7 separate regions of the Mus musculus genome follow, and regions 1, 2, 3, 4, 5 and 7 are each linked to region 6. Evidence: chromatin contacts called from public HiCAR-type and promoter capture Hi-C data. All regions are on one chromosome and are shown on one strand. Each heading gives the region's core, a stretch centred on a gene start, on an enhancer-like site or on the middle of the called end of the contact. The rest is flanking DNA. Distances are from core to core; before and after follow the strand shown.

Region 1 (3,387 bases), core at 640-3,139, 1.4 Mb after region 6:
ACTTACATATAATAATAAATAAAACTTTAAAAAAAAAAAAAGAAAGAAAAATGGCTTTTAACAAGGTCGAGGGTGTTGAGGGTAGTATGGCCGCAGAAAAAAAAGAAGACTTTTTTTGTTGTTTTTTGTTTGTTTGTTTGTTTGTTTGTTTTTGGTACCACTGCCAGGCGTTGTTTGTTTTTCAATACAGGATTTCTCTGTGTAGTCCTGAAACTCTCTTTGTAGACCGGGCTGGCCTTGAACTCTGCCTCCTTCTACTTCCCAAAGGTATGAGGTAGGTAGGTTTAAGGTATGAGCCACCATGCTCAGCTCTGCTCTCATTTGTAACGTTAAGATCAAAAACAAAAAAAAGTAAAACAGGTTCTCTCCTTAAGAAATATCTAGAAGAAGCTGGTGTTGGTTACTGAAACTACGGTTTAGAATGGAGGGTGTTAGGTGGAGGGGTAAGGAGCACAATTTGAGACTGTTTAAAAGGAATATAGAAATGTAATGTAAAAGCACTTTCCTTTAAAGATTATCTATCTAAAAGTTATAAAGTCTCAGAACTACAGGTTAACAAAAATAAATCAATGCCAATGGGCTTTTCCACAGACAAAACATAATGGTACAGTATTCGAAGAGTTCTAAAACAGTAAAAACAAAACAAACAAACAAAAAAAACCTAACCTAACTCTTACTGGTTAGAATATCCAGGCCATTGCTTTGTGCAAACAGACAAAATCCCTCCCAGCTTCTTGAATGTGCCAAGACACAAGTCACAATGACAGTGGGCTGTCCGCGCAAAGCCCGAGTTCCATCTGGATCGCAGTCATTTTATAAATGGCATGCTACATCACACACACACACACACACACACACACACACACACACACACACCCTTGGGCTTATTTTAAGCCCTATTTTGAATTTGCACTTTTCTGGGTACACTGATTACCCGAAAAATCACCTGTATACCTCAGATATCTAATTTGGTTTTGGAGTATTTTCTTTAGTGTCATACTACCCATTCGAAGTCGTCTCTCTTGTGGTTATTTTTAACCTGACAAGTGGATTTAACAGGCATGGGGGCAGTAACACGGGGTGCTAAAATGGGTTCAATCTATTGCATCGTACTCAAAAGACCACTGGGCAAACTGGGCACTGTCAACAGCTCAAGCCCCAAGGTGCCCACCAACCTCCCGCCCAGGCCCACCCTTCTCTACGGAACAGGGACGCCAACTGCAGCCAAGAGGCTCACCTCTGCAACTCCTCCTCCTGGATTCTCTCCTCGTCCCATACGAAAACACCGGAGAGCGCCGCCATCAAAACAGAGGCATGGCCGGGGCGGCCTCGCAGCCGGCGCCAGAAGCGTCCGAGCAGGGCGCAGCGCGAGCTCTCGGAATACAGGCGGCCGTAGAGCTGCGCGATCTGCTGCGCTCGCCGCACGCGCAGGCCCGTCACGAAGCGGCACTGATTGGCCAGCGCGGACAGCAGGCCCCCGCCCCGCGCGCCCGCCAGCCAGGCGGCCAGGGTGGCCGGTGGCCTCCTCGGGAACATGTCGGCCTCTGTGGATTCCCGCGCCTGCCGCGGGGCCCCGGAGAGGAAGGGCTGGGGGAAGGCAGGCCGGGCCGTCCGCGCAGTCCCCTTAACGGGTTGACCCCGAGGCCACCTCACGCTCCAGAAGCCAGGAGCCGTCCCTCATGCCTTTTTGCAGAAGCGGCTGAGGTAGCGTGGCTTCCGAGGAGAGCGCCGTTGCACGAGGCCCTCTCGGTCCCGACAGCCCGCCCGTCTGTGTGTACGGCGGGAACTCGCGGGGCCCCCGCGGCCAGGGCGCGGGAAGCAAAGCGGTGGCCGTCCCAGGCCACAGCAGAAGCGGTCCCGTGCGCCTGTGTCCGCCTCTCGCGCCGAGTGCGCGCAACCTAACCTGTTTGTCCTGCCCGCACTCTGATTGGGCGCATCTCAGAACCCTGGGCGCTCATTGGCTAAGCCAAAGTGCTCCTCCGCCCTTGCTCCGGGCTGCCTGGTAGCAAGCTAGGTGGCGTGGCGGGAGGGCCTGTCAAGGGCGCCTGGAGAGTGACCCTCGGACCCGGCGGTGCAGCCATTTAGGGACGTCTCACCCGGTCCGGAGGAGAGGCACGGTCAGGTGCGGTGGCGTTCCGTTGTCCTGAGAGGCCCGGCCTGTTTCCCTGTTCTCTACAGTCCCGGGAGGGGCGGTGCACGCCCTACGTGACCCCGCACCTATCACAGCCCAGGGGCAGCTTCCTTGGTCCCCCTTGCCCTGATTCCCCGAGCCCTCCTAAGTATCTGCGGCAGGGACGCGGTTCTGGGTTCCGGCTCCGAGAGAGTACGGGTGGTCCATCCTTAGGGCCGAAGAACACCTTGCAGAGAACTCGAGGGCGGGTGACCCGTTGCTCTCTGAAAATGCGTTAGGCCTGAGCAGTCTCTGACTCGGAGGAGGCAACAAGGTAGGAGAGTAACCAGGTTTCCCAAAACCTGTCTGGCCACGTGTATGTAACCTAATGGTTACTACATGGAGTCTCAGGATACATCAGTATTCTAAGCCAGGGCCTGGTGGCTCATGTCTGTAATCCCAGCACTCCAGAGGCTGAGGCAGGAGCATTGCCAGCCTGAGCAACAGTGTGTCTCAAATAAATAAATAAATAAATAAATAAATAAAATTGCCAGCCTGAGCAACAGTGTGTCTCAAATAAATAAATAAATAAATAAATAAATAAATAAATAAAATTGCCAGCCTGAGCAACAGTGTGTCTCAAATAAATAAATAAATAAATAAATAAAAATTCTCTGTCCAGTTATAAGATGGAAATAATAGCTGCCCCTTAAGTGAAGAATCAGTCTGCCTCCATTTTAGTCTTAAAAGTCATCTTACAGATAGTAAAGACAAGCCAGTTCACTCCTTTTTATGATTAAACCTGTTTCTCAAGGATTGAGCTATGCCCCACCTATAACCTTAACCACAAATAGTTCTGTACTGTCTCTTCCTAGAATCGTAGTCATTTCTTTGTTTTTTAAAAGTTGTGTATAACCATCTTGCAACCCTACCTCTATTTCAAAAGGCTATACAACCACCTATGACTACCTTGTTAGGCCTACCTTGCAACCGTGCCTTTGTTTTAGGGACCCTTGTAAAACTAACTTGTTATGCTTACAGTGTGCCTCTGTGACCCGGCCCATTTTACCCACCAAATCCCCCGTTTGGAAACTCCCTACCACTGACCTATAAAAGCCTTGTCTTCCTCACATCCAAGGCTGATCTCTGGAACCCCACCTTAGAGGGAGGCAGCCCTCATACATGAATTAATTTAACCATGCTGATTTGGGTCAGTGGTCTTACTCTTCCCATGTTTGCTATTAACACAAGAAGCTTTACAGTAAATTCTTTCTTTC
Region 2 (3,328 bases), core at 518-3,017, 1.5 Mb after region 6:
AAGGCAACAAGATGTGACCATTGGGTCCCACTGACCACTTTTATGTTTAAAATCAGGAAGGACATTTCTGCTTTCATACTGCACAGCCTTTCTCCTCACTCCTAGAAACCGAGGAGGAGCTAGGAGGCTCCTGAGTCAGGCCCTCCTCTAAGCCCTAGACTCCTATCTCATCCAATAAACAGACCAGATGCTTTCTTCTGCCTGCTAGTCTGGGAAATCTGTTGATGAATAAAGCAACCGTCTTAATATGGCATACCTGTAAAGGCATGGAAAACCAAGTTTCAACTGTTGAAGGTGTTAATAGAACTGATATCTGATGACCTGGGATGCCACAAGTCCCCTCTATTGTAAATCCAATTATCATAGAATACTAAAATGTCTTTTACAATTGGTCACATTAACAGTTCTGATTTCTCCATCGATCGAGCTGCCCCAAACGACTATTCTGCATCTCACATGTCCGTTAGAAAGGGGAGGCTAATTGTAATACCTGACAAACACCCTTTTTTCTTCTACCTACCTCTGGCAGAAACCTAAAATAGCAGCAGTTTGGATTAGCATGACGGTGAGGAGTAGGTGCTTGGCTGAATAACATCAAAATTAATGAGAGGCTAGACCCCCAAACAGAGCCACCTGGTGGGCATGAACACCAAGCAAGAATGGGGCTGTTTCCTTTGACAAATGACTGCCTCTGGCTATCTATACTTCAGCCAGCCTCATATCTGTTCTGCACCGCCCCTCAAGCCAAGAGAGCAGGAGCTCAGCGCTCTCACCTTTTAGCAGATCCGGGTTTACATAGCCCAGCACGTCCGAGACCCCCAGCTCCTGGCGGGAACAGGTGCCTCCATGGATGTGCAACCAAGCGGGCTCCGCGAGGGCAGTGCACAGCGCTGTGATGGACAGGGCGCCAGGCAGGGCCGAGGCCAGGCTCCGCTCCGGCTGCTTGGGAAGAGCGCTGCTTCCCGGGCTTCTCCGCCGGCGCCCTCCCGGCAGCCCGGCACCTCCAGGGGCATACATGCCCGGGGCTGCCCGCTGTAGCTCTGCGGTCGTTGGTGGTGGCCGCCGACCTCAGCGGGGCGCGCAGAGCCTGTCTGTACCCAGGTGGAGAGCAACGCAATGGGCGGCTGGCCCGGAGCTGTCAGGGCCCGCACCAGAGACTGCGGGGTGGGACCCAGGGCTGAGCACAGACCAAAGGACTGCGGGAATTCGGGGGGCGGGGACCGAGGGCTCTGGATGAGGGGTGCTGGATCAGGGCTCGGAGATGGCAGGGGACTACATTGGCTGTAGACATGCCAGGATGAACGGGCGGAGGTACTGGGGGGCCGGGGGAGGGGATCGGCTACTGGCAAGGGGACCGGAGGAGACTTGGACCAGGGTTATCAGACAGAGGGGTGCTGAGGGGCGGAGGATGCAGCTGGGCCGCCGAGATCGGGAATCCGCACTTTGGGGTGCGACCTAAGCCTCAGTAACCCTCCCTACTCTAGTCCCTGCTCCTCACCGGTCAGCAGGCCTCAGGGCTGGGATGGCGCCGCTCCGCCCGGTCACAGGCTTCTTAGCTGCCCGGGCCAAACGATCCCAGGCCCCAAACCCGCAACGCCCAGACGGACCCTGGCCGATGCACTTCCGGCTTCCTCCAACCCCACCCCACCCCCGCCTCCTTCTTCTCCGGCCCTCCGCCCTGCCCTCCGTGCGCGTCACTGTGTGCGCGCGCCGCTTGTTCTTGCGCAGGGCATCAGGGTACTGGTAGTTCCGGACTGTCCCGCGAGGCTTCCAGTTACGGAGGATGAGGGGAGTGACTACAAGTCCCAGAAGGTCACGCGGCGTCAACAGCGGGCACGTCAATTCCTAGGGCGACATATTTTGCAGAAGCTGTACATCTGACGGTCTCAAGGTTCTATAGTGCCCAGCGCGTTTGGCGCGTTGCTTCTCTCGGTGTGCTCTCCTTACCCTAAAACAGTCGCCATGAAAGATTCTCTGGTACTGCAGAGCCGCGTCCCGGCGCACCCGGATTCCCGCTGCTGGTTCCTGGCCTGGAACCCCTCGGGGACCCTGTTGGCTTCCTGCGGAGGCGACCGTAAAATTCGCATCTGGGGCACCGAGGGTAAGGCCTGGCTTGGCTTTGTGGCCCTGGTGCCGAGGAAAACACTACTCTGAAAAGTGTCGGGGAAGGAGTGTGCCAGCGTCAACAGAGGCTGGAATTGTTGCGGGAACTGGGATATTTGCTGCGGGAACTGGGATATTTGCTGAGGTAGAAAAATGAGGAAAGTCGCCTGAAGAGCAGTTTAACAGTTTCAGAATCTTGATCGGTTGCATCGTAGTAATAATGGTGACTGACTTTGTCCCAGCAACAGGGTCCCACTTAAAGTACTACTTAGTGAATGGCATCGATGGCGCTCCAAAGCCTAGCCTGTTCTCTGCTTGCAGGTGACAGCTGGATTTGCAAGTCTGTCCTTTCTGAAGGCCATCAGCGCACCGTTAGGAAAGTGGCCTGGTCCCCGTGTGGAAATTACCTGGCATCTGCCAGCTTTGATGCCACCACTTGTATTTGGAAGAAGAACCAGGATGACTTTGAGGTAAACAGGTTGGATGGGAGCAGTTTATTACCTGTTTGCACCCCAGGGCTTGGTCATATTAGTTACAGCCTTAACTTAATTTCTACACTATAGAAATAGTAGCTGAGTATGGTAGTTCATGACTGTAATGCCAGCATTTGGGACACTGAAGCAGGATGATTGCTGTAAGTCCACCAAGGTCATCCTGCTATAGAATGAAACCCTTTCTCAAACAACAACAAAACTGCTCTCTTAGATATTTTACTAGGGCTTAGGACTCTTAGCTGCCATTAACTCAATATCCTTTCCCTTTCCAGTGTGTGACCACTCTTGAGGGCCATGAAAATGAGGTCAAGTCAGTGGCTTGGGCCCCATCTGGCAACCTCTTGGCTACCTGCAGCAGAGATAAGAGCGTGTGGGTCTGGGAAGGTGAGTCTAGGTGCCTCTGGGTACAGCAGGAAACCAGCTCGCTGGCTTTCAGCTTTGTCCCTGACTGGTCACCTCTGGGTCTAATTTGTTCCTCCCACAGTTGATGAAGAGGATGAGTATGAGTGTGTCAGTGTCCTCAGCTCTCATACGCAGGACGTTAAGCACGTGGTTTGGCACCCGAGCCAGGAGGTAAGAGTGAGACAGGGTGGGAAAGAACCTGCTGTGGAGGTTTGTGCCCAGCCTGCCTCCACTCTTCAGAACCACTCTTGTTCTTAGAGGGATCGCTGGGACTGTCCTGCTCTGACAGGGTTTGATATGGGAACCATTGTATCTTAGTTTGGGTTTGA
Region 3 (3,415 bases), core at 710-3,209, 1.5 Mb after region 6:
CTTAATGACTCCCAATAAACAACTAGAAAAGACGTCAGACTCTGAAAACTGAAGGACCAAGGAACAATAATTAAGCTCTTCTAAAACATAAGCACTCAAATCAAACAGGGCCTGGGGATTGTTAAGACTCCATAGTAAGAGAGAGGAGAGGGCTGGAGAGATGGCCCAGCGGTTAAGAGCACTAACTGTTCTTCCAGAGGTCCTGAGCTCAACTCTTAGCAAACACGTGGTAGCTCACAACCATCTGTAATGGGATTCGATGACCTCTTCTGAGGTGCCTTCTTCATGTCTGAAGGCAGCTACAGTCTGAAGATGAGCTATAGTGTACTCATATACATAAAATAAATATTTTTTAAAAGGGGAGAGAGAGAGGGACGGAGGGGAAAGAAAACACAATTTTCCGGGAGGTGGTGGCACAGGACTTTTAATTCCAATCCCAGTGCTCAGGAAACAGAGGCTGGTGGATCTCTGAGTTTAAGGCCAGCCTGGTCTACAGAGCAAGATACTCTGTTCTGAAGAAAGAAAAGAAGAGAAAAGAAAAGAGAAGAAGAGAAAAGAAAAGCAAGGCAGGCAAAATAAAGTAAGTAGTATTTAACTTTTGAAATGAACCCACCAACATGAAAAGACAACAGAAATCATCAGGAAGTGCTGGGCAACAAAAGGAGAGAAGGGTTGGGGAGAGAAGCTTGTAACAACATGGTGGAGGTGAATTACAGAGAGGAGATTAACTCAAGTCCTGAAAACAGTCGGGGATGGGGCTGGAGAGAAGAGTCGAGTTGTTCACCCCAGTACTGCTTTCCAAGAGGACCCAAGTTCAGTTCTTAGCCCCACACTGGGTAACTCAAAACCTCCTGTAACTCTAGCTCCAGGGACTCTCAAACCCTCTCTGGCCTCCACACAGGCATCTGCATACGTGTGCACAAACCCACACGAACATACACATGCACGTAATTAAAAATAAAACAGATCTTTTAAAAAGATAACCGGAAGAAAATTAACATCTATGAATCAGAAACGAGTCAGTAAAAGGTATCAATAGATTTTGTTCCACTTCATTACACCTAAATCCAAAGAAGCTCTAAACCTTGGTTGTTGTGCACACACCACTCATCTTCCATATAAACTTGAGTAAAACTACTGCTCTAATGCTAAAGATGGGCTTTACATTAGATGGAAAAATAGCATCCAGCATCCCCTTAGTACTTACTTGGCCCGTCTTTCTTCCTGCATCTGTGGTTTGGTCCGTTGAGCCTTATCTCCCATTCGGGTTCCCTCCAACTTCCCAACCAGGGACAGAACCTCTCCCGTCGGTTCATCCCGGCGGGTCCGGTCAATGAGAGAGCGGTCAGCTTGGAGCACAAGATTTGAGTTCTGAAAAGATCATACTTTATCAAAACTTTGATATGTATAGTTTTGAATCCTGTTATTACAGTGACAGCAGATGATGGGAAAACAGTGGAATAAAAAAAAAATCATGCTCTTAAGAAGAAATAACATAGCATTACACGATGCGCGAGCACTATTGCTGTCTGAGAAGGTGAACGACCAGCGCTCCTAAGAGCATCCACAACAGCCCACATTTGGGTAAAATGTTGGGCACATTGCGGGTAAAGAGAAGAAGGTGCGAGTTTAGCGCTGAGGGGGCTGGGGAAAACCCAACTCCTAAATTCTCAAGCGCCCCAAATTCCACGGGGTTTTTCCTTCGTGTTTTAATCCATCCTTCACCCAGCTCTGATCTCCCGCTCAAGTGTCCGTGGCTGTCCACGACCTCCCCTGTCTGCACCGGTCCTTCGAGACCACACGCACCGCCTTGTACTCGTACTGCAAACTGCGGGCAGTCACATCCGCCATGGCTGCTGATGCTCCGGGAACTCAGGGTTCCACTCTTCTTCACGCTCCGAACCGCTTCAGCGAACCGCCCTGGCACAACAGGTACAACGCAGGACGAACGTAAGGGACGGAGAAAAGAAACGGACTTGCTTCCGCTTCCGGGACGCCCGCTAAACGTGAGACTTTCCGGTTACTAACCACTGCTTCTGGGCGGGGTTTGCGGAGATGTACAGTAGTACATCCGGGTCAAGGATTCCATTGACCGACGAGACACACGCGCGTGCAAATTGTGGTTCCAGGCATCTCTACCTGCGACAGAGCCAAGGCCCAACCCCTAAGCGTATGTTGAAAGTCCCTTTCTGTAATTCTTTTGGTTTCTCATACCAGCCATCCTGTGAGGCAGGCAGACATGCAGGCAAACGGAAACTAAGGGATAAGGAAGCTGAAGGTTCAAGCAAGTTAGCAAGACAGGCATGGTGGCGCATTCCTTTAATCCCAGCACTCGGGAGGCAGAGGTAGTGGATTTCTGAGTTCGAGGCCAGCCTGGTCTACAAAGTGAGTTCCAGGACAGCCAGAGCTACACAGAGAAACCTTGTCTCGAAAAACAAAACAAAACAAACAAAAAACCAAAACAACAACAAAAAGACAAAAAAAAAAAAAAAAAAAAAAAAAGCAAGTTAGCATGTACCTAGTTCTAGTAACCGACTGGATTTCTACCCCAAACCCCTTTCCGCAAGACTCTCCCCTGTGTCAGCTGACTGACGGTAGAGGAAGAACTATTTGTGCCCAATCTTTTGTCACAGCCTGTCAGGACTTTAGGTGTGCGGATTACAGCATATGTATAACTTTGTCCTCCTCAATGTGACACGAATGTTTTACTAAAGAAATATATGAAAAATAAATAATATGTATGGAATTACTATTCAGTTTTATTCAGCAGTAGTGGTACCTTTTATGTAAAGGTGGTATTTAGTCTTTTCATAATTCTCTACACAACACTGAAAGCAAAACAGTGAGTTCTGCTTTCCCTTGATATTTAATAAGCACGAGTGAACCTTAAGTCTGTGTCCTAATCCACCCAGCCATTTTGCTGGCAATTTTTTTTTATTGTTTGGTTTATCATTTACATTTTATTCTATGTAGATAGGTGTTTGGGCTACATGTATGTTTGTGTATCATTACATGCAGACTTCCACGAAGTCCAAAAGAGGGTGTCAGATCCCCTGAGACTGGAGCTGCAGATAGGTTGTGAGTTGCCATGTGTGTGGAGGGGTTGGAACCCAGGTCTTCTCAAAGAGCAGCCAGTGTTCATAACCATTAAGCCATCTCTCTAGCCCTTATCTGGTTTTTGAGAAAAGATCTCCTGGAGTCCAGGCAGGCTTCAAACTTGCTATCCAGAGACTTCTCTTGCACTCTTGATCCCCCTGCCTCCAACTCATAAACACCGTGGCTGCAGCTATGGATGGTTGTGACAAGCTGTACCTTATCATATTTAACAGTAAGAGCAGCATAGTAACCCTAGGTTGGACTCATTTACTTTTTTTCTTCTTTATTAGTAGGAAGAAGTTTTATCGTTTAGGGGGTC
Region 4 (3,201 bases), core at 181-2,680, 1.6 Mb before region 6:
TGAAATAGGACTCTTACCTCGAAGGATCTCAGCTATCACACCACCAGTCTGGCAGTTGTACCCCAACTCTTCCTGTATTGCAGCACCAATCTTGGGGTCTCCAACCCCCAGAAGTACTTTCTTCTTTTTAGATGGCAGGTATGTCTCCAGGAGCAGGCGGAGGTCCTCGTGAACAACACCTTTGGGACAAAGAAAACAGCTCTAAACCACACATTGCAGATTGGAGACTGTCTCCAATCGGATTAGTTAACACCCATCCCCGCAGGCATTGCTCAGACACATGGAGTCGTCAGTGATCTCTCAGGGGATTGACAGATATATAAGTCATCATTGCAAAGCCTGGCTCTACCACAGGTCCAGGAGCACAATTGTAAAGCATTTAAGTGCTTTTTAAATTACAAGATTTATTTATTATATGTACACTGTAGCTATCTTCAGACACCCCAGAAGAAGGCATCAGATCTCATTAGGGATGGTTGTGAGCCACCATGTGGTTGCTGGGATTTGAACTCAGGACCTCTGTAAGAGCAGTCGCGCTCTTAACCGCTGAGCCATCTCTTCAGCCCCTGCATATTAATGTTTTAAAATGCCATCCTGTAGGTCTCAAATAATCCCTAGACTGTATCAAGCTTAGAAGAAAATCATCTAAGAACATCAACCACCCAGAATCCCATGTTCCGGAGGGACCGACTCACCTTCAGACACAGCATTGGCATTTTCCAAGGCCACCTGGGATGAAGAGAAGGGACAGAAGGCCACCAGACGAACGACATTGTGGAATTTGCCAAGGTTAAGCACACATTCCTCCACCTGGAGAGAAGGATGAATGGGCTTTCTTTGAATTTGGCTTCTACAGCGCAGTAAGGCAGAAGCACCAGCTGTTGTAGCAATTGGTGCCTGGGCCCCGAATCTTAATTCTCAAGAAATGGAAATGAGATGTTTATCTCCGACCGCTTCCAATTATATAGATTCGCGTTAAAGAGTCCCCTCATTCTAGAGCTCCCCCCCCCCCCGCCGGGCCCGGTGCGGTCGGCCACGTGGGAACACGCGGTGCATGCTGGGGTTTGGCGGCCTTAGGGGCTGCATTGCAGCTCCGCGAGCCCACCGAGCTCACCCACCTGCGGCAGCAGCAGGCTGATCTCCTCCACTTCCTTCAGCGCCAACAGCGCGTAGCCGACCGCATGCTCGAACAGCACGTGCAGCAGAACCTGAAAAGAACCGGCGCGCGGCCATCAGTCAAACTTCCCAGTCCGCGGGGCCGCTGCTAGAGCAGGCCCTGGCTCAGACCCGGAGCACGACCCCGAATGCAAACCCAGACGCACGCTAAGGCCTTCACTACGCAAATACCCCACCACCACTCCTCACCATGGCGCCTGCTCCGTGCCCAGCTCGCAATGCGGCTAGCGCGCTCTGGCGCGCGGAACCAGACTGCGGAGACCACACCTTCTCCGGTTTGACCAATCAGAGGCTGCGGACGAAACCATTGTCAGGTCTTCGGAGGGGGTTCGCGGGTGTGGTATCGTCCGTCGGGCGGGTTGGACTACCACGGGCGCGAGCGGGCCTGCCAAGCCCAGCCTCTGCGGCTGCGCGAGCCGGTACTGCGTCTGTAGTGAATGGTGTCGCTCCTGCCGGCAGGCCGCAGAGTGGCCTGGAGACCACCCTTCTTCGTTCCTCGTGCTTTTGTCACCCGTGTGCCGGGCGGCAGAACTCGGTGAGGGGACATGAGGCTTCCTGATAAGCCTCGCAGGTTTCCCGCTGCCCAGATATTCCGGGTCCTCGTGGGACCCGGCCTCAGACCCTGCAGAAATGGCGTCTTCTTGCTGCCTGCCTCTTCCTTTTACATTTTGTTGTTAACAAAATTGTTGGTGCGGGCTGAGGCATAGACAAGAGCGGTTTACCTCTTCCTAGTTCTGTTCCTTTCCCTGATTCATAGAACCCAGCGCTGCTCGGCACCACGTGGTTGCTCATGGCCGCGTAGGCCCAGAATTCTTCCAAGGAGCTGCGTTCCTGTTTTTTTCAGTGCCAGTTTTAGGCACACCAAGGTGGATAATTTAAAATCACCTTTGCTTTAAAAAAGAAAATAAAAAGACACTTTACTTTAGTGTTAGGATTATAAATCCCAAACTTGATGGCCTAGTCGGCCATCAATGGGAGGAGAGGCCCTTGGTATTGCTAAGATCATATGCCCCAGTACAGGGGAATGCCAGGGCCAGGAAGCGGGAGTGATTGGGTTGGGGAGCAGGGCGGAGGGAGGGTATTGGGGGCTTTGGGGATAGCATTTGAAATGTAAATTCAGAAAATATCTAATAGAGAGAGAAAATAAATCCCAAACTTGAATAGTCTCTCTTAAATAGTCTATGCCTTATGCGAGAAAAAAGAATCATGGAGTAAGTCGGCTGTACATTGTCTATCATGGAGTAAGTCGGCTGTACTTTCTCTATAATGGAGTAAGTTGGCTGTACATTGCCTGTAATGGAGCTGGCTTGGATAATAAAGTGGACTTGGATAGTAAAGAAATGTGTATGTATTGCAACTAGGAAGCTACAAGCGCTTGGCAGGACATGGTGGAACGCACCTTTAATTCTGGTATTTGGGAGGCAGAGACAGGCCTGGCTACATAGCAAATTCCAAGGCAGATAAGGTTACCCAGTGAAACTCTGTTTCAAGAAAAGTAAGCTATAAATGCTTGTGATTAGATGAGGCGACACAGCACAAACAAACAAGCAAAACAAGATGTTCCTTTGGCTTCCTCACCTCCACCACTTCATTAAAATGTCACCCCAGGAGTTGAATGGTGACACGCACCTTTAATCACAGCACTTTGGAGGCAGACATCTGTGAATTCAAGGCTAGTTTGGTATATATCGATAGCTCCAGGCTAATCAAGGTTACATGGTAAGACCCTGTTTCAAAAAAAAAAAGAAAGTCCTCCAATATTTATAGTTCTGAACCTAGTGGGATCTGTAGATTGTGATATCAGACACCATTTCTTCCCTTCCCTAGGCTTCTTTGATAAATTAATTGCTCTTGCCTACGTTCAGACAGACCTTTCCTACCAAAGTAGACTTTTGTAAAATTGTTGAGTTTTGTCTCCAAGTTATCCTTCGCCCTGCTTCCTGAATATTTCTAAAGCAGAAATTCATGTTTTGTTTATGGTTGCTCATTGTGAACAAAGTAATAAGAAAATTAAAGGTGTTGGTA
Region 5 (3,510 bases), core at 213-2,712, 1.5 Mb before region 6:
CTTGAGACTGCCTCTCCGATACCCACTGTGCCCAGAGGCCTGTTGAGTAGCACCCATGAGGATGAAGATGAAGACTCACCTTCCTCGTCCAAGCTCTTTAACTGGGGGCTCATGGTTACCAGAGTTTCAAGGCCCTCACACTGGCTCACGTCTTCATATACTGCCCAGCCTGGGGTGACTTCCTGCTGTCATGGTCACTGGCCTCTTCCTGGAACCTGACGGCAACTAGGGGCCTCTGAGGTTGAAGGTAGAGGTAGGTTTTGTTGGGGAGAGAGATGGGGAGAAAGCAATGAGTTTGCAGCACGTCAATCTATCCAGACACTCCTCCGCTCGGGTTTCCCTGCCAAGGACAGTGTGGCCTCACATTTCAGACATCACTTATACATGAGGGCCCTAGAGGGGTAGGAACTGTGGACTCATCTCCTGATAATGATACCACAGGCATGCCAGCCAGGGAAGGTGTGAGCTATGTCGCAGGGCTCTTTCCCAGTGTCTTGAGTCCCTGATTGGACTCAAAGGTATAAGTTATCTGGGCTTTGGTTTAAAATGAAGATTTTTAAAGACAGGCAATGGAATCTTCTTTTTTTCCCTCTCCCTCTCTCTCCATCATGCAGCGTCACACCAATGGCCTTATGCTTGCTAGGCAAGCGCTCCTGGGTCTTGGAATCTACACTTTGGACCTGAGTCAACAAGGATGACTGTCCCTACTGAAGTCACCTGCTTCTTCATTCAGTAGCTTTCTCTAATGCTGCTTGCCTTTGTGGGAGGTTTGTTTGGATGCTTTGAGAACCACTGTTATCATGTAAAAGCAAGGCTGCAGGACCAGAATGGTACCAAGGTTCTTGTTGTTATCAGTTGATACTGCAGTTCAGAGCATTCCCCCTAGAGGGATTCCAAGTCCTTTTATCCCTTAAAAGGGAATCGATCAGACACAGAGTTGCAGCAAAAGATCCACTTCCAAGGAGGAATCTGTCTGGGACAGGGAGGTTCCGAAGTTCAACAATCCTGCAGAGAGTTTTTTTCCCCCCTGTTATCTTAGGAGCATTAATCCAGCAGCAAGGAGAGACATAGGCCTATAAAAGCCCCACTTAATTAATTTCAATTTGATGGGTACATGATGTCTATTTACCAAAAGAACAGCGTAGCTTCCCAACTAGGGCCTATAGCCTTTCCAACCATGGGATTTGACCAGATTTACAGTATCAGAGAGGAATCCCTTCATAGGATTGGCTTCAAATCCAATCAGAAAGTGGTTGCTTACCTCTGGAACAAACTTGGCCACTATTTTTTTTTTTTTTTTTGGTTTTTGGAGACAGGGTTTCTCTGTGTAGCCCTGGCTGTCCTGGAACTCACTTTGTAGACCAGGCTGGCCTTGAACTCAGAAATTCGCCTTCCTCTGCCTCCCGAGTGCTCGGATTAAAGGCGTGTGCCACCACGCCCGGCAAACTTGGCCACTCTTGCACTATATTATGCCTGAGTAGTCAGTTGTATTGATGCGTCATGATGGCTAGCTAATGGGGAGGACGCTCCCAGGCCAGTTTCAGTTTTATTTCTTTATATTCTGTGACCAAGATGTGTGCTGTCTTCAGCAATGCAGTCTTACTATCGCATTCTCGTAGGCAACTGTCGTGTCTGCTCTCAACCAGCAAGAACGACACGACCACCAGTTCTAACAGCAGTTTAGTCAGCAAGCTTCAATCTTCATCTCTCTCGCTTCATCTTTTTCTCCCTCGATCACCGGATCTCTCACTCTTATATACTCTCAGCCCCCAACCACTCACAGCAAGCCACGTCACCTCACCAGGCACGCAGCTTCAGCCAATCAGGGCGGTAGGGGCATGTCTCTACCAAATATGGACTTGTTTTTACCGCCAGCATCATGGTGCACCTGCGCAGCTCTCACGATGGTCATGGCTTATTTTCAGGTGTATGAGGAAGTCAGGTGCAAATCATAAGACTTAGCTGCAGTCCCTGGCGCCATCTTGGGACTGCTGCCACACCTGCTCCTCACATCTCTCCCTTTTTTTCTTTTTTGGCAGAGAGAATGTCTGTCTTAGATTGCCCCCTGCAGCAATGCCCCTTACCCGTCCTTGGGAGACAAACAGCATTGGTTTGATCCCTGTCTTAGGTTGGCGACACGCCCAGGGAGTCTTATCCGTCATTGACTACTTCTCTAGCATGCCAAGCCAGCCACACTTGAGGACATTGTCCTGTCTGCATGCGGCAGGTGCACCAGAAGGCCAGGACGCTGATTAATCTATGGCCTGATTTTGATTGCTGCAAGCAAGCCTCTTGGGTGAAGGTAGAGATCTGATCCCCAGTGTGCAAGCATAGGGGCCCTACACAAAACCATCCCTTGGGCTCATCACCCAGAGAGGTCTTGGCCAGCTCCGTGTTGTTTTTCCTGGGGAAAGGGAACTAGGACACTGAATCTTCATGCAATCAGACGTGCCTTCCACAGGATGCCAACAGCTAGCTATCCTCTGTGCAGTGCTTAGCCTTGCAACCCACGGCATAATGCAGCATTATTTCTTTAGAGCGGCAAGCCAAATCTGAGGATATTGTCCCGCCTCCACTGCGGCAAAGGCCTGCGCCACCATGGCAGAAGTGCGGGCCTGCACACGCTGCACCCGACACATACACCAAACACACAACACACACACTATTACAAGCATACATCCCAGGGCTCCCATCAGTCCTGAGGCAAGGGATCAGTGCAACTACCATTCACCCCACATAACAACCATACATATAAGGGGGCACTGCCCAAGGTGGAAGGGAATCAGGAACACTCCTACAAAAAGGAAGGGGGGAGGCCCATCTAAGTTGGGAGGGTATAGTGCCATTGCCCTTGGATATACTGGCAGGCCACACCCCTCGAATCCAGGTAGCATTAGCTTTAGTAGATACAGCTGAACACAATCACTCATCTGTGAAATATTTTGAATCATCTGAAAACACAACAATCCCTTTAGCTGAAGCAGCATAGAAAAAAGGCAATTGTAGCGAAGCATTAGATGTAAAGAATTGAAGAAACACTTGAATGCGTCAATGGCATGGTTTCGGGAACACAGAGCTCTTCAGTTCTCACTAGCGGGAGGATTCCCAGCCACAGGAACATCCACATCCTCATAGCTCTGCTTGTTTTGAATCGCTCTGGTCAGCTGTTCTGGGACCCACAGCGGTTGTCGATGATCTCGATGATCCCGAGGAAACACAAACAGACCCTATCTCCCAAACCAAACAATTGATTCACACATCTTTTTCCTTTCCCCCTCCCCCCTCCCCCCTCCCCCCCCCCTTATCCCCTTCCTGGAGGCAGGAAATGAAGAAGAGGGCATAGAGGACTACCACGTACTAGCTTGCTCAGCCATCTTTCTTATGCCACCCAGGGCCACCTACCTAGGTGGCACCACGCTCAGTGAGTTGCACCCACACACATTGACCGTGAACCAAGAAAATGCTCTGCAGACTTGCCTACAGGCAATCTGTTGGTGGTGGTGGGGTTGT
Region 6 (3,492 bases), core at 76-2,575:
TTTTGAGGGTTTAGTAATGGAGAATAGAGTGGTCTCAGTTCTTAGCTCGTTTTTTGGCTGTTGATGTTTGTTGCAAATTGTCACGTTGCCTCAAACTACAAATTGCTTATGTAATTTAATGTGCAAGGAAAGAATTGTTTAAAAAAGAAAAAGAAAAGAAAAGGAAAGAAAAGAAAAAAAAGCTCATTTGAGCAAATGAACTTTGAGAGGAAAAATGAGGTTTGTAGCTAAACCATAAACCAAACTTTCCTTAAAAGACAAACTTTAGTCTACCAGATTCAAGATCAAAGAGACAAAATTACACTCCGAATAGAAACAGATCTTTTAGGGCAGGAGCAATACCTGAAGGAACAATACCTGAAATGTGCTTGCTTATAGTAGTCTTCCAACCCCTCCTGCGTCTATTTCTTTTTGGAAAAACCTTGTTTTGTTTTCCCCCCAGCAGCTTCTTTACAAAGTGCCTCAGTGTCATCTGTTGGAGGAACCTGCCATACTTGTTTGCGCTAATCAATCCAGCATGTCAAATTGAACCGCTTGTGAGAGCACTTGTGGTCTGAGCACTTGTTTGTGCTACCCAAACAAAAAAGATTCCGCTCCACAGTAATAATAGTGAAAGGACCGTATCGTCCCCCTCGGCTTTTTGCAGGCTTCTTACACTCACAGACAGGCTGTCCCTACAAAGGAGGGCTAACACAATGTTCAGCAGAGCCCAGGGGAGAAGCCAGAACTAGTCTTTCCCTGGCGGGACACCTAGCCTCCAAGCAACGCCACGCGCTAACGGTGACATCCAACTTTTGCAGCTACTTATTGGTTCACGGCGTGGAATTACCTTGGAATCCTCGGTCTATGATTCGCAGAAACCCCGCCAAAGCTCGGCAAGGCTAGACAGTGTTGAGGGTAAAGTTCTTGGTGCATGCCACGCCAGACCTGAGTTGCATTTCTTAAAGGCTCAAACTTCGCTGCTCCCAGAGCGCCCAACCGGGCTTGAGGTCTTTCTCTGTGGTAATGGGAAGCTCTCGGTTCCCATCGGTTCTACTAAGACGTGCACCCCAAGACCCGGCTAGGGAGCCCCCATAACCCTCTACGGCTCGCTGGAATGAGTAGCAGCTCCCGGAGACCCTGCAACCTGCACTCACCTCCACTCCAGAGCGCGGGTAGCAGCAGCAGCCCCAGTAGCAGTGGGGCCAGAACCATCGCGGGGCCGCGGATCTGGCAGTTCTCTCCGGACAGATGCACGTATCCACCAACGTCCCAAACTCGCCAGTCGCCGAGGGCGCGTGCGAAGCGCCTCAGTCCCGGCCGCCCGGGCAGCAGGCGCCAGAGTGGCAGTGCGGAGTTGGGGATCGCAGGAGTCCTAAGTTAGAAGAGGCGGGCCCAGGGCTCAGGCCCGGGAGGGGCCAGCAGGTTGGAGTGGACAGGGGCGGGAAGGGGGAAGGGCAAAGAGAGCAAAGAAGGATGGAACTGGAGGAGGGGGCGGGAAGGGGAGGATCCAAGGACAAGCCCTAGGGAGGGTGGAGGGGCGGGGCAGAATGGAACTTGGGTCAACTCCAGCAGGTTAACCCCTGGCTTGAGTGTGTAGGAAATCTGGAAGGGAGGTGCTGGAGGAGATGGAACAGAGCTAAGGAGGGCCACCATCTTGAGCTAAAAGGACCGAGAGACGGAGAGGAAGGGGAGGGGGCTAAGAAAGAAAATAATCGGGAGGATGATCTCTGGCTACTTGGTTACATCAGAGGAATCTCACTCTGTATGGGTAGGTAGAAGGGATTGGAAAGGGTAGAGGCCGAATTTAGTGGAGAGCGACGGATGCAACTCCAAGACCTTTAAAGGTTAGTGGGTCCAGCTGCTTTGGAGGGGCAGCGATTCTGCAGTTCAGGCTCTACTGGCATAAGAGGTCCTAGCAGCTGCATTCCAGAGGCTGTGGCCGCCGTGGCAGCACACCCTGCTTGCCAGGTCCTCCCCCTGGCTACTGAAACGGAGTGCAAGAGCGGACCCTGGCGTCAAGATCTTGCAACCTCCACCCCAGAGGTTAGCTCGGGGAGAACTAAGCCGAATCCTGTAAGGAAAGAGTTTGAAACAGGGATGGAAGAAAGTGCTGTTACAGGAAAGGGTGGGAGGCCCAAACCACGGCATCAGATTGTGAATCTCAAAGAAACGGAAGGCGTATGAGGCTTTCTTAAAGGAAATAGAATGATTTGTTTTTCTTTGGAGATAAGATCACATTAGAGCCCAGAGTAAACCACCCTGATAAATTTAAAGTATTTATTACTGAAACTGAGGACAGACCCATACGCACTGTGATACAATAAGCTCCTTGCATCTCTAGCCCTGCAGGAGGACATCAAACCAGAAGCGCTGGATTAAACAGACCCTTGATTGGTGCTTGATGTGAAAGAGCCCAGTTTACTGTGGATGGTGCCATTCCCGGGTAGGTCATTCAGGGATGCATAAGAAAGCAAGCTGAGCAAGCCAGTAAGCAGTTCCTCTATGGTTTGTGCTTAAGTTCTGGCCTCCAGGTTCCTGCCTCGAATTCCTGTTCTGACTTTCCTTCATGATGCATTTCAACTGTAAGCTGAAATAAATTCCCAAGTAGCTTTTGGTCATCACAACAATAGAAATCTACGTAGGACAGACAGGGTCTTGCTATGCTACCTAGGCTGGACTTGAATTCCTGGTTGTGCAAATATTCCAGCCTTCTTAGTAGCTAGAACTGCACGTGTGTGCCACTAGGACTTGCTTAAATCTCACTTTTTTTTTTTCTTTTAAAGGCAAGGTCTAACTATTTAGCCCTAGCTGGAATGGAATTCACTATGTAAACCAGACTGGCCTCAAACTCACAGAGATCTATCTGCTCTGACTTCCATGTGCTAGATAGAATTAAAGGTGTGTGCTACCATGTTCAACACAAATGTGACTTTTTTTCTTTCTGGTTAATTACTTTAGTTTTATGTGTATGGGTGTTTTGACTGCATTCATGTGTATGCTGGGGTACCCATGGAGGTCTGAAGAGGGTGTTGGGTCTCCTAGAATGTAGTTGCAGATACTTGTGAGCTACCAGTTGGGTACTGTGAATTTAACACTGGTCCTCTGCAAGAGCAACAAGTGCTCTTAAGCACTGAGCCAACTTTCCAGCCGCAAATCTGTCTTTGTTAATGGGGCCTCCCTTGTACAGTACTGTTTTATAGGCTACTACCAATGCAGTAGGAATGAAGCACTGGCCATTTTATTAGATTCATAGATTTGGACAGAGGAAATGGATTGTCTTTTCTCTGTGGCCTCTCTGTCTGTGACCTTGAGTATCTAGCACCTGGAGTGACCCCAGCGGGAAGGGACCTGAGAATCTGTGGCCTGGCTTTGTACATCTGCAGTACTGGAACACAGCCATCATAGGCAATATTATCTCTGTGGTTTTGTGCTGAAGTGGCAGAGCAGAATAGTCGTTACAGAGATTGTATGGTTCACAAAGCCATATAATCCAGCCCTTTACATAACCAG
Region 7 (3,215 bases), core at 76-2,575, 1.4 Mb after region 6:
ACCATCTACACTAAAGCAAGATTACCGCTGTTCTGCCAACATTTCAGCCCATGATGACGCCAAGATCTGAATTCATTTCCATTGCCAACAACTTCAGCCCAATGCGTCTGTGTTCCTCATGTCCGAGATCCCCAGACAAAGATGCCCTGAGCCACAGACTTCTTTGTTCCTTAACAATCCACCCCACTTGGCCAGGTCACGCTTACACACCGCTACTTACAGAGAGATTGACATGCTCTCAAATATCGACTGATGATTTTACTCAAGTCCCAAGCCGAGAGAACACCAGTGCTCTTATCAGATCATTCTAAAGACATTTACAGTATCTCATATAAAAAATATTAACCAGCAAAAGAATACAGAAAAACAGACAAGCATTTCCTCATGAAACTTGATTTCCCTGCATGCATGGGGACATTTCCTCTCAATCTTTTCCGCATGTCCACATTCAGCATGGCTTTGGAGTGTGGCCCCGTGTTCTCACCTTGGTTAATTGCGGGGATGTCCTTGTCCTGAAATACCGGGCTTCCCTCAGGAGTGAAGCCTTCTGGAACACTGGTACTGCAGACTCCAGAACATCTGGATGCTGAGGGTGCTCCCATGCTCAAACCTGGCTCAGGAAGACAAGTGCAGACATATAGATGCCCCCGGGACTCCACTGTGAGCCGGGACAGCAGGCAGCAAAATCCAGCCCCTTCCAGGAGAGGCCACCCAGGATGCATTCCTGAAGCCTGCCTGGCTATCTCACTCATCATACCTGGTGACAAGGCCTAGATGCCTTCAGTGAAGGAGATCCCTTTAAGGGACTAACACTTGGCTCAGAAAGGCTAGGGCAGCCAATATGAGGCAGAAAAGAGGCACAGTAGACTTTAAATCTTCAGGCAGCACCAGAATCAAGGCTGGCCTCAGACCCTACTCTTGAACATTTCTCTCCACTCAGGCTGAGTGCCTGCTGCCCCAGCCAGGCTAGAAACTGGCTTACCTTAAAACAAGTAGGTATATGGTATGACACTTGGCAATCTGCTGTTAGGTGGGCCCTCTCTACTCCTACAAGTATCAGGAGGCCTCCTCCTTGGTTCCCAGGGGCTCACTCATAGGTACAACCCTACAACGCCATGTTGGAGCTGTGAAACTAAGTTAAGATTATCTTAAGCCACAGCTGCAGCCTCTGGCCTCTTCCCAATGTCCCAGAGACTGGAGCCAGCTTACCTAGCAAGGAGAGCATAGTTAATATCCAAGGCCACAGGCTTCCCATGATACCCATGGTGGGTCCTCACTGCCCTCTTGGCAAGCAACACACAGAAATGTGGCAGGGAAAGGCCTCCTTAACTCAGGGACTCTACCATCCACCCCCTTTAATAGGGGCTTCTCCAGCCCACACCTGCAGCCTCCCAACCACCTCCACCTGCAGTTCCTCCCAACAACTATCACCTGAAGACCTGCCCAGTCTTACCAGAGGACTCTACCCCTGTCCCCAGCCTGAGCCTTCTGGACCATAGTCCCATCCATCTTGGCTGAAGTGGGTAAAAAGTGGGCCGGGGACACAAAACAAATCCTTAGGATACCCTTGAGCAGGGTAGCTTCCCTGAGATTCCCCCTCCTGCCACCAGAGGGCAGAGAAGCATTGCAGCCTCATGTAGTTCATGACTTGGATTGAGATCCAGTCACTAAAAGGGGGCTTTCCTTTTCCTGTTCCACCAACTACCGGAGGGTTCAGACCCAGAAAATCTGCTGGGAAACTCAAGGCACCTCTCCCTATGTGGTCACCATACCCGTATAATCTCTCCCCTCCCCCCTCCCCTCCTCTATTTATACGAGAAAGGGTCTCATTAAGTAGCTTTGGCTGTCCTGGAACTCAGTATGTAGACCAGGCTGGCCTCAAACTCAGAGAGATCTGCCTGCTGCCTGTGTCTACCTCCTGAGTGCTGGGATTAAAGGCATGTGTCACTATGCCCAGCTATAAGCTTTTATTTCAGAAGCCATATAGGAAAGTACACAGGTTGCAAGACTCTGAGAAACTTCACACTGAACACCAGCATCATCAGCACCCAGAGACGCCCCCCACTGCAGAGGGGACACTTTTGAACTCTTAGACGCTCATATGACTGTGGTCCTTCCAATGCCACTGCCCACTGACATGATCGGCCAGGGCCCCTTCCCATTTCACTAATTCAAAATACAAAGCTCCCAGACTTTCTTCCTTTACATCCTGCCATCCAGAGACCCGGCCTGGATGGACAGCCTGGAACATACCAAGTCCACCCCCATGTTCAGTAAAGGAAAGCCAGAGCTCCACAAGGACCTGTTGGCATTCTTGCTGAGCCTGGGGCAAACATCTCTCAAGAAGTAGAAGCTAGAGCCAGACAGAGGGGCTATAATAAAAGCAGATGCTGCTGATGCCTGAGCAGAATCTAGACTGGTTTCCAGGAATCCGATGGATATGCTAATTATCTTGACCAGCAGACTCATTCCTTCACAGTGCTTATATATGTCAAAGCTTGTCAAGTACCTTAAACACTCCATTTTTTTCCCATTAAAAAAGAAGATGCCAGGGGTGGTGGCGCACCCCTTTAATCCCAGGATGTGGGAGGCAGAGGCAGGAGGATTTCTGAGTTTGAGGCCAGCTTGGTCTACAAAGTGAGTTCCAGTACAGCCAGGGCTACACAGAGAAACCCTGTCTTGAAAAACAGAAGAAGAAGAAGAAGAAGAAGAAGAAGAAGAAGAAGAAGAAGAAGAAGAAGAAGAAGAAGAAGAAGAAGAAGAAGAAAACGACGACATGAGTTGTCATGGTGGTTCACACCTGAAATCCCGTAGAACCGATTGAAAATTAGCCTGGGCTACATAGTGAGGGGCCATCTCAAAAATATATTTAAAACAATGACCTAACTACTTAAATGTGCTTACTAAAATCATTATCATCACATTAGTGGAAAATCTCATACACAGTATTTGGGAGGCAAAGGTAGGTGGATCTCTTGTGAGTTTGAGGTCAATTTGGTCTACATATTCAGTTCCAGACAAATCAAGGCCACATAGTAAGACTGTCTTAAAAAAGGAAAGGAAGGAAGAGAGGGAGGAGAGGAAAGAAAGAAAGGCCATTTGCTAGGCAGGTAAGATGTTAGAAACACAGAAGGGCAAGGAATAGGTCTAATGGGACCGCCAGCAACCAGCCATGCTATGTATAAGATAATGAAAGGTTAATGACTCTGGGACGC

Evidence for each region. Promoter capture Hi-C pulls out the DNA fragments that hold promoters and counts their contacts. HiCAR-type assays count read pairs that join an accessible place to other places.
Region 1: a HiCAR-type map of astrocytes shows a contact between it and region 6, with 4 times the contacts expected there. The contact joins the promoter of Stard7 here to the promoter of Mertk in region 6. A contact is called at or near these places in 2 of 39 promoter capture datasets (hippocampal neurons and liver) and 1 of 115 datasets of contacts at active chromatin or transcription factors (astrocytes).
Region 2: a contact with region 6 is called in a promoter capture Hi-C map of liver, with 4 times the contacts expected there. The contact joins the promoter of Ciao1 here to the promoter of Mertk in region 6. A contact is called at or near these places in 3 of 39 promoter capture datasets (hippocampal neurons and liver), 2 of 115 datasets of contacts at active chromatin or transcription factors (astrocytes and embryonic forebrain) and 1 of 9 other capture datasets (adipose tissue).
Region 3: a promoter capture Hi-C map of liver shows a contact between it and region 6, with 5 times the contacts expected there. The contact joins the promoter of Snrnp200 here to the promoter of Mertk in region 6. A contact is called at or near these places in 3 of 39 promoter capture datasets (hippocampal neurons and liver) and 1 of 115 datasets of contacts at active chromatin or transcription factors (astrocytes).
Region 4: a contact with region 6 is called in a HiCAR-type map of astrocytes, with 2.2 times the contacts expected there. The contact joins the promoter of Nop56 here to the promoter of Mertk in region 6. A contact is called at or near these places in 2 of 39 promoter capture datasets (cranial neural crest and liver) and 1 of 115 datasets of contacts at active chromatin or transcription factors (astrocytes).
Region 5: a contact with region 6 is called in a promoter capture Hi-C map of hippocampal neurons, with 4 times the contacts expected there. The contact joins the promoter of Tmc2 here to the promoter of Mertk in region 6. A contact is called at or near these places in 2 of 39 promoter capture datasets (hippocampal neurons and liver).
Region 7: a contact with region 6 is called in a promoter capture Hi-C map of hippocampal neurons, with 5 times the contacts expected there. The contact joins the promoter of Astl here to the promoter of Mertk in region 6. A contact is called at or near these places in 1 of 39 promoter capture datasets (hippocampal neurons) and 1 of 484 Hi-C or Micro-C datasets (the G1E-ER4 cell line).

What each region holds. Positions count from the first base shown.
Region 1 is chr2:127,268,731-127,272,117 of GRCm38.p6, reverse strand. It overlaps Stard7 (START domain containing 7), which reads right to left and starts at 1,889. Exons shown (of 8, transcript NM_139308.2): 1 at 1,238-1,889. The coding sequence starts at 1,536.
Region 2 is chr2:127,246,255-127,249,582 of GRCm38.p6, reverse strand. It overlaps Ciao1 (cytosolic iron-sulfur protein assembly 1), which reads left to right and starts at 1,767. Exons shown (of 7, transcript NM_025296.4): 1 at 1,767-2,101; 2 at 2,425-2,573; 3 at 2,870-2,981; 4 at 3,082-3,170. The coding sequence starts at 1,963. Tmem127 (transmembrane protein 127) reads right to left here and starts at 1,635. Exons shown (of 4, transcript NM_175145.4): 1 at 1,499-1,635; 2 at 774-1,091. The coding sequence starts at 1,017.
Region 3 is chr2:127,206,930-127,210,344 of GRCm38.p6, reverse strand. It overlaps Snrnp200 (small nuclear ribonucleoprotein 200 (U5)), which reads right to left and starts at 1,959. Exons shown (of 45, transcript NM_177214.5): 1 at 1,807-1,959; 2 at 1,208-1,371. The coding sequence starts at 1,851. 1810024B03Rik (RIKEN cDNA 1810024B03 gene) reads left to right here and starts at 2,065. Exons shown (of 2, transcript NM_198630.2): 1 at 2,065-2,170.
Region 4 is chr2:130,272,641-130,275,841 of GRCm38.p6, reverse strand. Nop56 (NOP56 ribonucleoprotein) reads right to left here and starts at 1,430. Exons shown (of 12, transcript NM_024193.2): 1 at 1,366-1,430; 2 at 1,119-1,208; 3 at 696-810; 4 at 18-179. The coding sequence starts at 1,368. It overlaps Snord110 (small nucleolar RNA, C/D box 110), which reads right to left and starts at 327; the gene lies at 269-327.
Region 5 is chr2:130,193,146-130,196,655 of GRCm38.p6, reverse strand. It overlaps Tmc2 (transmembrane channel-like gene family 2), which reads right to left and starts at 1,462. Exons shown (of 20, transcript NM_138655.1): 1 at 1,262-1,462; 2 at 80-233. The coding sequence starts at 113.
Region 6 is chr2:128,696,748-128,700,239 of GRCm38.p6, reverse strand. Mertk (MER proto-oncogene tyrosine kinase) reads right to left here and starts at 1,325. Exons shown (of 19, transcript NM_008587.2): 1 at 1,137-1,325. The coding sequence starts at 1,194. It overlaps Gm39931 (a long non-coding RNA gene), which reads left to right and starts at 1,738. Exons shown (of 5, transcript XR_001783466.2): 1 at 1,738-1,826; 2 at 2,324-2,425.
Region 7 is chr2:127,339,746-127,342,960 of GRCm38.p6, reverse strand. Astl (astacin-like metalloendopeptidase (M12 family)) reads right to left here and starts at 1,325. Exons shown (of 9, transcript NM_001291003.1): 1 at 1,210-1,325; 2 at 485-610. The coding sequence starts at 1,264.